Regions from separate parts of the Gossypium hirsutum genome. Here region 2 is linked to region 1. A link is a contact called in public Hi-C data. All regions are on one chromosome and are shown on one strand. Each heading gives the region's core, a stretch centred on a gene start, on an enhancer-like site or on the middle of the called end of the contact. The rest is flanking DNA. Distances are from core to core; before and after follow the strand shown.

Region 1 (6,611 bases), core at 1,512-4,011:
TCTATCATGTCATAGTTGGCTATTAATGAGCATATCAATCTTCTAGATAAGTAACGATATGATTGATATTGATTAAATAAGATCTCATGTGTGATTTATACAAAAAAAAAAACTTTAACACCTATTATTGACAAGGTAGATTTAAAGAACTCCATGGACTGTGAATGTATATGCCTACAAGGTCCATATTTGGCTGGCAAAGTCATGATTAGGTTAAGTGAGGGTGGACAAAGCTTGATCTTATGAGCCTCTAATTGAAGAAAAGATTATAAAATGGCCTACGCTCAGAAGTTACCTTCTTGTTTGTTGAGTAAGGAAATGCAATGCGAGATGCACATTTGAAGATAAGGAAGTGTGTTTCGTGCACGTAAAAGGTTGTGCAAACACTTTCAATATAAATTTAAGGGAAGTGTGACTTGAACTCTTACCGCGTTCACTCATAACTTGTCGGACATGAGTCAACATAGTATTTAAAAACTTGGGAGACTTGGAAGACCTTGTTGTTAGGAGCTTTGAAGTTCTAAGGAGTGATTCCAATAAATCTTTATTATTTATTGTGTGAGATAATAATCAAATCAAATTTAAACAAAAGAAATTAACTGAAATACTTTATGATTATCTTGACAATCATTCTATCAAATGTAATTAAAAACATACCCACAACAATTTAATCAAAACGGTTTTTCTTTTCTGAAAAAACCCCTCAACTTTTAAGCATTTTTTCCAACCAACAAAATATAATTGCAGAAATAAAACTTAAAATCTAAAGATCTACTAACAAAGGGAAATTTCAAGAATACCCTTTACTTTGCAAACTATAACAAAAGAGGGATCTAATAAAATTAATCTGCTCCATTTGGCCCCTAGTTTTTATCTTCTTCTTTTTTTACTTTACAACAAGGGACAAGATTGCAAATCTCTTACAAACTTTCTTTTTTCACAATTAAAAACTCAACCCCACAACTAATTCTCCCCCCTAATATTATATATCAACCCCGTTAATTGTCCCTTCTTTTCATAATCATCCCCATAAATTAAAGCACAGCATTTTAGCTTCTTTTTATTTTTCACAACAGAGTAGAAAACATTTCAAAGCCCCCATACCTAATATTCCCCTAATATTTTTATATCAACCCCCTGATTTGCCTTCCTTTCTCATAATCATCCCCATAATTAAAACGCAGCTTTTTAGCTCCGTACTACCCATAACAACATCAACATGGAATATTTCCCTAATCGCCCCTAATGTTATCTCGATTTTCAAATCCGCCCTCCGTTTTTGAAAAAATATTACGGAGGTAATCGGATCTTGAAACTACCGGAGAGTTCTAAATAGAGACGAAACGATCTTATTCTGGATCCAAATATATCTACTCGGATGAACATAATCAGATCTCAGATGTCAAGTCGGAGTATACGCCTGAGATCCCTAGTGGCCGAATCATCGATCGGAACATGCTTCTTCTTCGAGAAAGAAGGCAAAGGAAGAGAACTCGGTTCCGGAGAGACAGCGAAAGCCGATCCAGCGTACACGTCGGATTTTCCGGTCACCGGAGACTTGATATCCACAAATCTGATCTGTTTCGAAACCATTTCTGGATCTGGACCTAACCGATCCGTCCCCGTGGCGACCAACCCGTCTTCCTTTCCACCGCCGTTGTTGCTCTTGATCTTCGAATCCAACGACTCTCCGCGCCTCAAAATCGTAACCTTCTCCATCTTGAAATTGTTCGCCACCGTCTTCAAGTCATCGACGGAGCCAGATCTCTTCGAAACCCGCTGCTCCGACCCGACTCGCTTCCTCTGGACCGGTTTCCTGGTAAATCTAACGTTTCCGTTGCTGTTATTGCTATTACTATTATTATAATTATAGGTAGGATTAAAGCTACCATTTCCATATCTCCGACGAGAACAAGCCGTCGAAGAAACACGGATCTGTTCAATCAAACAATCCTGAGGCCGTAAAATTTCAGTCCCCATGATAATTTATCCCAAAAAAAGAACTCGAGAAAAATAAATAGAAAAGAAAACTGAGAATTAGATGAAAAAAATTTAAGAAAAACGGGATTCGAGCAATTTCAAGACCTCATAAGGGGAAAATCAAAGGAGGAAAAAAAGGAAGGTTTCTTGATTTTTTTTCCTTCAAATTATAATAATCCCTTCCTTTTTTTTTATATATTTTATAACTCTGTTGTGATATAATCTGTCCACACGAAAGAGATAAGGGAAGAGGGAATATATATAGAAGGGGAAAAAGGAAAGGAAAGGCCGACGAAAAAGATGGAGACGGGTACGGGTCGGATATCGGGTTTAATTTCGGGCTGGGCTAATTTGGTCTTTGGATTTTGCGTTGACGAGCGCGTCATGTGGGTCCTCTGTAGGACCGGGCGGAGGTGGGACCCATACACTAAAAAAGGAGGAATGTGTGATGACGGCAATCGTTTGTTTTGTTTGGTTGTCGTTAGCCGATGTTCGGACGGAATAACGGAGGTTTGATGTCGGAACGGTTAGTTGTCGGGGTGTGAGGTTCTATTTTTTTAAAAAAATGGAGATTTATTAATTACTATTAGGTGTGTGGGGCCCACATCGAATAAGGACTTTGCTTTATTTATTTATTATTATTTAAATAATGACATTGCCTCTTTATTTTTGTGTTGAACATGGAAACAAGTTAAATATGGGTGTTGATTTTAATTGTAATTTTGTTTGATTGGGTGTGGTTATAATTATGTAAATATATTTATTGGTAAAAGTATATTAGTGGGTTTATATTAGGAGTTGGATTATATTTTAATTTTTGTATATTAAATTAAAGAGTAAATTGATAATTTTTTGTAAAAAATTTATCCATTTCTATTATTAAAATTATTGTGATTAACAGAATAACTAAACAATTACATGTGGTGTGTCACACGTACTTGATTTTGACGTACATGAATCAATTTTTAATAGTAGAAATTAGTGAAATTTTTAATAAAAATATTAGTTTACTTTTTGATCTAACTCATCTTTTAAGTAGAGGAAGCAAAATGCAATCCAACTCTTAGTACAAGGGTCTCTATACTACTTTTTATCTTGTATTATTTTTAAATAGGAAGAATGATTTTTAAAGATTTCTTTTAATTCTTAAAAATATATGTGCACTAATGTTATCTTTCTATTTTTAATCATTGATTTCTACTTTTAATCATATTAAACCAAAAAAAGTAAAAGTAAAATCAATTATACAAAGTGACATGGAATAAAAAGTTACAAATTTCTCAAACTAAAAAAAAAGGAAAGAAAAAAAAACTTAAAGTGAGTTTGGTTGAAGAATGAAGAAAAAGATGTAAATTATTATTCCCTAAAATTGTAAATAACTTGTTGTATAATAAAGTGACCTAAATTTCCTTCTTCTCAAATGCCACAACTATAATCTTCCTACTTGTTTTTCTTAAAAAAGAAGTTATCCACAATTAATTAAGTTTATTTTTAATAATAACTTTCCTAATCACATATCAAATGAAAACTTGTTTACAACCTTATCTTCTTATCCTAATTAAATTTTCTAAATTTCGACCAATTTTATTTCAAATATTTTAGTTAATTAGATTTTACAATATATATATATATTAAGAAAATAGGAAATTCTTGTTAACAAAATTATTCTCTACAAAAAATGGAAATTATTATTCATGGTTGTATTTAGTTGTAATGTCTAGGAAGCCTTAAAATGTAAACAATTGACAATTTGTACACCAAAATAAAATATATTTGACAAATTCTATGCCTCAAATAGTCAAATATTTATAAATAATGAGACTCCATATGTTAAACATATTTTATTTTATTTTTTAAACTTAAAATTTGGGGTGAATCTTCCTGAGTAAAACCGAATTATTGAGTATATTTATTTCCAGTACTTTTGATTAATATATTGTGAGACATAATAATTTCAAAAATATTTTTGATTGGGTAGAGAGGGCCCATGTAAGTCCCAATAATGTTCCACTAAAAAGAAAGGAAGAAAATGACATATATAAAAGAAAAAGAAGAAACTTGGAAAAGCATTTAAAGAATTGTTAAGACTTGAGAGTTTTCGGTTTTGAAAAATGAAGGTGTAAGAAAGTAATAATGCATTATTTTCGCTCATTTTTTATTATATTATTATGACACACCATGGTGAAATTCTTTTAATGTAATAGCTATATTTATTACAAAATTTTAATTATTCAAAAATTTATTGTGTCTTAAGTTAAAATATTATACTATATAAATTTTTATCCATTTTATATAAAAATAAAAGAAAAAAATGCATTTATAATTTATTTATTTTGTATATAAAACTATTCAAATATTTTTTTTAAATTCTTTAATTGAATTATATTCCATTAATTCATAATACTAATTCCATTAAAAGTTAAATAAAGAAGATAAGAATAAAAAAATAAAATGATTAAAGCATTAAAGAAAAAGTATGTGCACATCATGGGGAACTTTATAAAGGTTTGTGCCCTTAAGAAAACTAAATATGCGGTCACCATTTGAATATTTTTGCCTTTATTAGTCACTCAATGAGAGTTGACTTTTTCGAATATTGTAATATGAAAATAAAGAAAAATGTTAAATTTTGAAATTTAAATTTACCTAATGACATTCAATATTTTTTTTTATAGATTATATGAACTAATTAAATTAAACTTGAGTTATGATATAGTAGTAATCATAATCTGATCCGTTTTGTGACCCAGAATCCGATCCACTCTGTAATTTGGAATTTAATCCCCAAATAGTCTTTTTTGTATGCACTTTTAAGGACCCTCTTTAAAAGGGTCGGCTCTCTCAAGATTCTCCACTTTTGCTTCTATCTCCTATAAACATTTATATTAGGAGGAAGATGGACTGGCCAACGGAGCTACCAACTAAATCATGTATCAACAATGATGCGGTGAGTGTGGATCAAACACAACTCCACAATCTCTCTCTCATTCTTTTTCATGAAAAATTAAGCAATAAACACATAAAAGAGATTTAGGGAGTTCTCCAAAGCTCTCTGCCTTTTTTTTTATAAGTTGTTTCCTCCCATTTTCCTACAAATCTTCTTCTTTCAACTTCTACTACCACTTATATTTTTGTTCCCCAAATATTCGATTATCAATTTGGAATAATTTTTTGGGTTTTAGGATTTGAGATCAACCGCTTTTTTATTAAATTTCTACCTACATTTTTTTGTCAAATGATTTAGAGATTTGTGCTTCTTTTCCATGATATTATGATTTAGAAATCTATCAAATTTTCTTCCATTCTATTATTTCTATCGACTTCTTTGATTAAAGATATAAATCAATACATTTTGGGTGGAACTCTTTCTATTTGATTTTAGGTTTCTTCTGGTTACCCATTTCTGTTCCAAAAAATTATCTTTCTTTGCATGTAAAGTTTTTTTTTGGTTTTTTGCAAGTAAATTAGTCTTAGAATGACAAAACACGTCAGAATAGTTGGATGTATGGTTCTACAAGTTGTATTAATAATGGAATTATTAATAGTAACAGTGTTGGTTTTGTTTTTGAAGTCCGGATACAACTTAGGTCATGCTAATAATCCTTGTTGCCATCTATATCATAATAAACTCAGATTTGGCGACTACATAAACCATCCATATCTACGATTATACCAAATTCTCTGTACTGACAAATTATTATAGCAGATTCCCTCTTTAGAAACACTGATGGAAACTCCTTCAAAAGTTTTCCCTTAGGTCATATTCAAAATTCTGCCATAAGATTAACGAAATGGAGATACCTTCAACTTACTAGTTCTTTATCATAACATTGATCAGCATAGAAGTCTCAAGCTTACCGAGATCACGACAGAGAAGCATTTGACCAAATTCCATCCCAAGGGTGTTATAGAATACATCACACAAATATCACATAATATGCCACACATGCTTCATTCAATACGCCATAAAGGCCTTACAAAACACGCCACGAATACGTAATATGCTATGCGGTTTCTCTTACATGGTCTTAAACATAACTTCATGTCATGATTTGTCAGTCCAGTCCATATCTCGCTAGAGGTATCACCATGAGTGTTTTCATTGACATACAATGCCATAGGTCCCAGCCACATAGTCTTACACATCCTTATGTTGTGTTCTGCCAGTTCGATTTACATCTCACTAGAGGCTATACCATGAGTATTCTCCTTGTCATCGTGATCTACCTGTCCATTTAGCAATGTACCTTCCTTACCAGAGGCATCACAATTTGATGTTTTCCCATTTAGCACAGAATAAAATTAACCAGTTCTGTTCATACACCTAACTAATGCATACTCACCATACTTGATTCCACAAGCATACATACCACACATCACCTTTTTCATATAGTAACTTATATATCTCACACACTTACCAAGCATTTGATATGTCATCAACATAAGACTTTCCATTGTAAAATTAACATGCATGAGTCATGATAAGGACTCATCTAAAACTCACATTTACTGCAGCTCAAAGTTCCAAACCCAAACATTCTTCACAAATTAGCAGTAACAACTGCTTAAAAGAACATGAAATCACCATTAAAACCCATTTACAAACAATTTGCTATCATCTCAAATGCAGA
Region 2 (6,611 bases), core at 1,653-4,152, 170 kb after region 1:
CGAGTTTAGGAAAGAGATCATGTTCCGTGAGTTAGAACACGATCTTTTGTTAATCCCCGAGAATATTAAAAAAACTTTGTTTGAAATTATTTGTGTATTTGAATTTATCGAGAAAATCTAAACCCCGTAAGTTAGGGTACGACTTTATCGAATTACAATACAAGGTTTTACCCCTTTTTTTTAAAAAAAAGATTCATGCATCGAATTAGTCTAACTCGAAATGGTAGAAATGAAACTCGATGTTAATATGCGTACAAAACAATATTGGATACGATAGTGTAAAAGTAATACGAGTCATAGCAACAAAAATAAGATAAATAAAAAGACAAAACAACAACATACAAAATAACAAGCATATAGATAAATAAAACTAAAACATTCTTTCCAAATAATAACGAAAATGTAAACAAAGAAATAAATAAAGAAAGTGAATAAGATTATAAAAAGTAAAGATATATATATGAATATGTATATAAATATATATAAAAATCGTAGAAATAAAAATACATACAAGTATACATATATATTCGTGAAAATAAAAATGTGGATAGATATATACAGATATGTGAATGAAAAATACGTGTATAAAGATGTATATATATATAATAAGATATAAAATATATATATGTATATAAAGATATATATATATATATATAAAATAAGATATAAAATATACATATATATGTATGAAAATTAAAAATGTATATAAATATGTGGATATGTAGGTAAGTTATAAAATGATAAAAGGAAATGTGTATATACGTAAAAATAAAAATAAGAATATACATTTAAAATTATGAAATATAAAATGTGCAAGTGTATATATGTATACATATAAAGCGTAAATAATATATGTAATTATATATGTATAACAAAACGTATGTATGTATATATAAATTATAAAGTATATGAAGTATGGAAGTATGTATATGTGAATAGATCCAAGATATGTATGCACATAATTAAATCTAAAATTACAAAGGTATAAATAATAATAAGCATGATAATAGTAATAACAGTATTAAAAGCAATAATAATAAAAATAATGATAACATATTGAAATTAATTAATTTAATAGCAAAAATACAACAAAAAGGGATTAATTTAAACTGAAAACAGAACTTTAAGGGGTCTAAATTGCAAATAAATTAAAAAGGAGTGGATAAGGACTAAAATAGAACGCGCTGAAGGTACGAGGGATCGATCGAGCAATATTCCCAACCTTAATGCGCAGCGTTTCATTGCGGACTGAAATGAAATGCGCGGAAAATTACGCGACTAAATTTAAGAAAATAAGAGGGACCACATTGCACAACAGCGTGAAAGCGGAAGGACTAGGCACATAAATATCTCTTCACCGCAGAAACACGCGGATCCTAAGGGTGGACGGGTCGGGTTGCGGGTTAAGAGAGTGAAACGACGCCGTTTTGATGTCTGAATCTCAGACCCAAAACGACATCGTATAGGCATTGTTATAAATAATAAAATTTTAACCTAAAATTCATTTAATAGCCGTCCCCCCTTTTTTCAAAATTTCCTTCTTTTATTTTTCCTCTGGATTTCAGACCAGATGGCGGCCAGCTTCTGCATGTTGCCATCATAGCTTCATCGTGGCTCTGCCGTGAGCGGTGATCGGAGCCAGAAAAAGATGGGCTTTCAACCCTGTTCCCGAATCCTTTTAAAGACCCGACTCTCTGGACCCAAGAGGCTGAAAAAGGAGGGGTCTTTCGTACCCTTTTCAGTTCGATTCCAACATTGAAGAAGGTTTCCAGTGACGGGCTTTCGAAACCGGTAAGTACTCCTTTTCCTTTCCTTTTTCGTTTTGTTACAAATGAGTTGTAAAAATAAAAATACAAATACAAATACAAAAAAATAATAAAATAAAATAAGAGAAACACAAGAACAGGAAAATAGAAGCACTGGAGTCAACCTTTTTCTTAAAGCTTTTTGATCTGCTTTTCATTAACCAGTTGTAAAAGAAGAAGTCAAATACAAAAATGGTGTTTGGCTTTTATAGCCGATCTGTTTCTATTTTTTCCTATTATTTTTGCTGCTTGCATGTTCTCTTTTATTTTGCAGGGTTGCTGGAGCAGATGGGCAGAGGGTAGGTGCGGCACTGGACGTGACGGTGGCGTAGAAGTCCGAGGGTCAGAAGACCCTAGGTACGACGCCTTGGGTTCTTTTGTTTTCTGCTAGGATTTTTTCTTGTTTTGGGTTTCGGGCTAAGGTATTGGGTAGTTGGGCTTTGTTGTAATGGGTTGTTTGGGTTAGTTATTGGGTAGGTTTTTAAGTGTTTTATTTGTAATGGGCCCCGGGCAAAATGGGCTTGTACAGGCATCATTTATCAAGTTCAAAAATGTACTTTTTTGCACTTCGAAAAATCTAGATGGCGTTAGCCGTTAAGTAGTAAGTATGGAAGGATTAATTAATTAAGAGGGGCTAGGCTATAGTCTAATTTAAAAAAATAGGCTTGAGTCCTAACTCAGCCCGACCCACCCAAATAACTCACTCTACTATTTTAAAAAATAAAATATCTAATATTAATTTTTTTATATTATATGCTTAAATTTAAATAAAAATATATTTCAAATTATTCAATTTAAATTCGGACAGAACCAGATTCAAAGACAAAATATCATTGCCAAATGGACCGATCTAATCACGTAGCCCATAAACAAGTTGAATTCAAACGCCATATAGCCCGGTCTGAGCTGGGCCTACCCAACAGGGCGGATGAGAGGTCAATTCAAATTTCTTTTTCAAAGAAGTCAGTTCAAAATTTATATTGTTATTTATAACATTTTTAATTTTAAAAGTGTCTAAAGTAGCCTGTTATCCAATGCGGCGAGGACCACATCACTATAATGCAACCCCCTGCGCATATATTAACGCAAAAGAGAAAAACCGTCAGTTTTTTTGTTTTCGTTTTATTTTTCCTTCCCAATTTTGCTCCGCCACAACGCCAACTCATCTCTTCTCTCCACCTAGGGTTTCCATTTCCGCCATTGCAGCTCTTTCCTGAACTTTTAGTTTCACTCACATTGCATCGGGATTAGCGCATTGTTTTGAGAACTAATTCCAATTTTTTTTTAATTTTCTCCGCAATTTTAGGGTTTTTTCCCCAAAATATTTATGGTGTGGATCGAGGTGAGTCTTTATTCTTTATTCTTTATCATTTTCATATTCTATTTTTATAGGGTTTTTTTTTTATTTTTAAAAAAAATTAATTTTTTTATCGAGCTATAATTTCTTGTATTTTCTTTATTCTGGATTGCATGACTGCATAAGATTTTTTTTTTGTATATGTGAATTTACAATGTATATAATTTTTCCTCGTTTTTAGTTTAAATTTTGTTTAATCACATTTTTTTTACATTTGAGTTTCCTTTAATTATTTAAATTTTATTTCTTTTAAAAAATTAATATGAAAAGGAAATGGTTAATAATATACAATTTTACAAACATGATAGTTATCAAAATTTTTAACTCCTGGAATTGCCAGCATTTATTGAAAAACAATAAATTTTAAACGCGTGGAATTATTATTAGTATTAGTATTTTGATGCTATTAATTATGAGCTATACATTGCTGTAGTAACATTGTGGTGATTTTATCTGCATTGCTCATTGCAGTGTATAGATTCGGAGCTAGCTTTGTGTCTCAATGGTATGCTCACTGGGAAGTGGTAGAATGGCGGTTATGGCTAGGCTTCTTGAAGCAGGAAGCATCTCGCCGAGTATAGCAGGTACACTATTATTACACGGCATGAAATATCGGAATGTGTATGCTTCCAATATGTTACTTCAATTCGGGTGTGAAAGATAGAGTATGTGACTGGCACGTGTATGCCTTTTCTTAACAAGTTTCCTTGTATTTAGAGCGTCTTGGGATTATATCCTCACATCCACGTCCATATGTGTCCAACATGGGTATTTCAAGAAAAATGAAGAGTTGAAGCAACGCATATTGTTTTGATATCCTATGTGTTATGCAAATTTTAATAATTTGCACTCCTTGGTTGCATGGCCAAATTGAAATGGTGTGGTCTAATTTTGTGAGCAATCAGTAATTAGTTTCTAGGAAGTGAAATAGAACGTTGCAAATGAAGTGACATAAGAAAAATGATTAAAGAAAAATCTCAATTTTGCATCACCGTTTCTTACTTTTATTCTTTTATATTGTACATGACTGTCATGTTCTGAATGCTTTAAGGGTATGTTGTGTCATAAAATTGGTCTCTTCTTTTTGAAACTCTGTAATTATTCTTTCTTTTTGAGAAGGTCTCTGTAATTATTATAGTGAAGTTAGTGGTAGCTCTGCTCCACCACAAAAAGAGAACCCACAACTTCTGTTTCTCCATGAATATTTTGCACTTTTGATCCATTTACTAGATCTTTTTTATTTGTTTTTGTTCTCTCTCTCTTTGTCTTATTCAAGCATGAAAATAGATGTGTAAAGCGCTTGATTCGCTTTTAAAATAGTTAAAACAAAAGAAGCATGCTGTCAAATTTATGTAACCGCACCTTAAACTTGACCATTGTTGCTTGCACTCGGAGGATGAGTTATCAAATTTAGGTCTTACTGTTCAAATGAATTGGATATGTCGGTCCAATTTATTAAACAACATGGTATTGACATTGTCCTTGCTGTTGGCAGAGGAGGTTGGCAATAAAAAATTAGCTGATCAATACATTTACAGAGAATTGCAGGAGGCAGATGAGGCAAATTTACTTGATGAAGAAGGTGATGCTGTGCGGAATAATGTTTGTTTTATTGGTTTTTCAATTTAATGATGTTTCTCTTGCACCAAATTATATGGGCCATGCTGTGTTCATTGTTTATGATGGCACGTTGATTTTTCTCACAGATATGCATGTCTTTGGCTTGAAGCCCATGACTGATCCTTTAAATTTGGTGAGGTTATCTGAGCTATGAAATCTCAGTTCTCTTTGACATCATGTATAAAACTCTTTCATCTAAAGAGTTGTTTCTGTTAATGCTCTCTCTGATCTATAACTATGATACCTTTGCCTATTAAGGCTCCCTCTATATGGTTTGGATTGCTGATGTATAATCTTAAATAAAAAAGAAATTCAACATTTGAGTCCTACATGGGGTTTTACAAATGTATGGTTAATTAAATGCCACCTAGAGTTTAACTTTTTCGCTTGAGAATACTCACCAAGTGGCTTGCCTTTTACATTCTTAGTTACCAAAATTTCTTTGTAGCATCCAAAGTGTGTTTTATTTGTTTTTAGTTTTAAGGTTGTGTCTTCACCAAGGTAGAAATTTATTCTTTATACAGTCAGTTCGTTGGTTTTTACATAAGTTGTTTTTGTGCACACCAAATTTTTTTTCTGTCGCGTAATTGTTTAATATAATCATGAAGGTATGTTGTAATGCTTGTAAGAAGCCGGTCAAGGCCAGTCAATATGCTGCTCATGCAGGTATGGAGGCATTTTACTTTTGTAACCAACTTTTCCCAATTTTTCATTATGATTAATTCAAACACAGTTAAGGCGCTTAAAATGTTTTTGCACTATTTGAGTCCTGTTGCTAAAATTGAAGTTAAGACTAGTTTATTATTATCATCTATAATTTTGATAAACATTTATCCGCATTTAATGTAATTTCCGTTTTCAGTCAATTGCTATTGTTCTCAATGATCTTTCTATAAGCAGTATGAATTAGGGATTTATGGTCATTTTGTCTACATTGTTTCTCTAGTTAGTGGTGCTTCACTGAAATTGTTTCTTTTCTCTCCCTGCCGATTTTTCCAGAACTCTGTAGGTCACTAAAAATCACAGAAGAAATTATTTTGGAGCTTGATGGTAATACAGGCCATAGGAAACCTCCAAGGAAGGAAAGGAAGAAGTCACTAGCAGCTTATGCTAGTATCCAATTTTTTTCACTTTTTTCTTCTCCAATGTGTTTAATTATTTTTGTTGCCTTCACTTTTAAGTTTCAATCTCCTTTTATTCAATTGGTTACTATACTGATCTTAGTACTCTTTTTTCGGGAAAAAAGAAATATCAAAAGTACTTAAAATAGCTTTAGATGTTTTTTCTCTTTAAATTAAATTTTAGTTTTTGGTTTTCTTGTGTTTTATGTTAAAGAAGTGCCTTACTTTTTCAGTTTCATTACTAGGAAACTTGTATTTCCTAGTTGATTCATATTTTCATATTTCTTAACCTCTCTTAGACCAACCTACACTAGCTGGGGACCAGGAAAGATCCGAAATTATTGATGCTGATGATGATCCTACAGCATCAGAATCCCTCGTGGATGGGCAAATTGGAATGACTTCTTCCTTAACCATGCATGTGAAACGTAAGTGGATCATGTTGTTGATTTCTCTTGCTTTTCCCATTGTTTAATGATATGATTTTATGATGTAATGCCTATGTGAAATGGGTCATTATTTAGTTAATACATGTCAGTTCTCCCTTTGCAGCAAGTGCTTCGTTATTTGAGCTTGATGCATCATTTCCCTTTTCTTTTAGGGAATTCAACTTGTATAGATATGGGATATCTGATGGATGGCTCAGGAATTAGTCCCCAGAATACTGATCAATCGGCCTCTCTAGTGCCACCTTCAACAAAACGCTTT

Evidence for each region. A called contact is a pair of places that touch in the nucleus more often than the background predicts.
Region 2: a Hi-C map of leaf shows a contact between it and region 1, with 1.4 times the contacts expected there. The contact joins the promoter of LOC107891870 here to the promoter of LOC107891878 in region 1. A contact is called at or near these places in 6 of 34 Hi-C or Micro-C datasets (callus, hypocotyl, leaf and 1 more).

The regions. Positions count from the first base shown.
Region 1 is chrD09:31,217,990-31,224,600 of Gossypium_hirsutum_v2.1, forward strand. LOC107891878 reads right to left here and starts at 2,762. Exons shown (of 1, transcript XM_016816808.2): 1 at 838-2,762. The coding sequence starts at 1,980. The coding sequence ends at 1,396.
Region 2 is chrD09:31,388,678-31,395,288 of Gossypium_hirsutum_v2.1, forward strand. LOC107891870 reads left to right here and starts at 2,903. Exons shown (of 12, transcript XM_041100306.1): 1 at 2,903-3,147; 2 at 3,634-3,746; 3 at 4,701-4,744; 4 at 5,391-5,448; 5 at 5,782-5,895; 6 at 6,203-6,331; 7 at 6,505-6,611. The coding sequence starts at 3,665. It overlaps LOC107891872 (a long non-coding RNA gene), which reads left to right and starts at 1,503. Exons shown (of 2, transcript XR_001682331.2): 1 at 1,503-1,791; 2 at 2,080-2,371.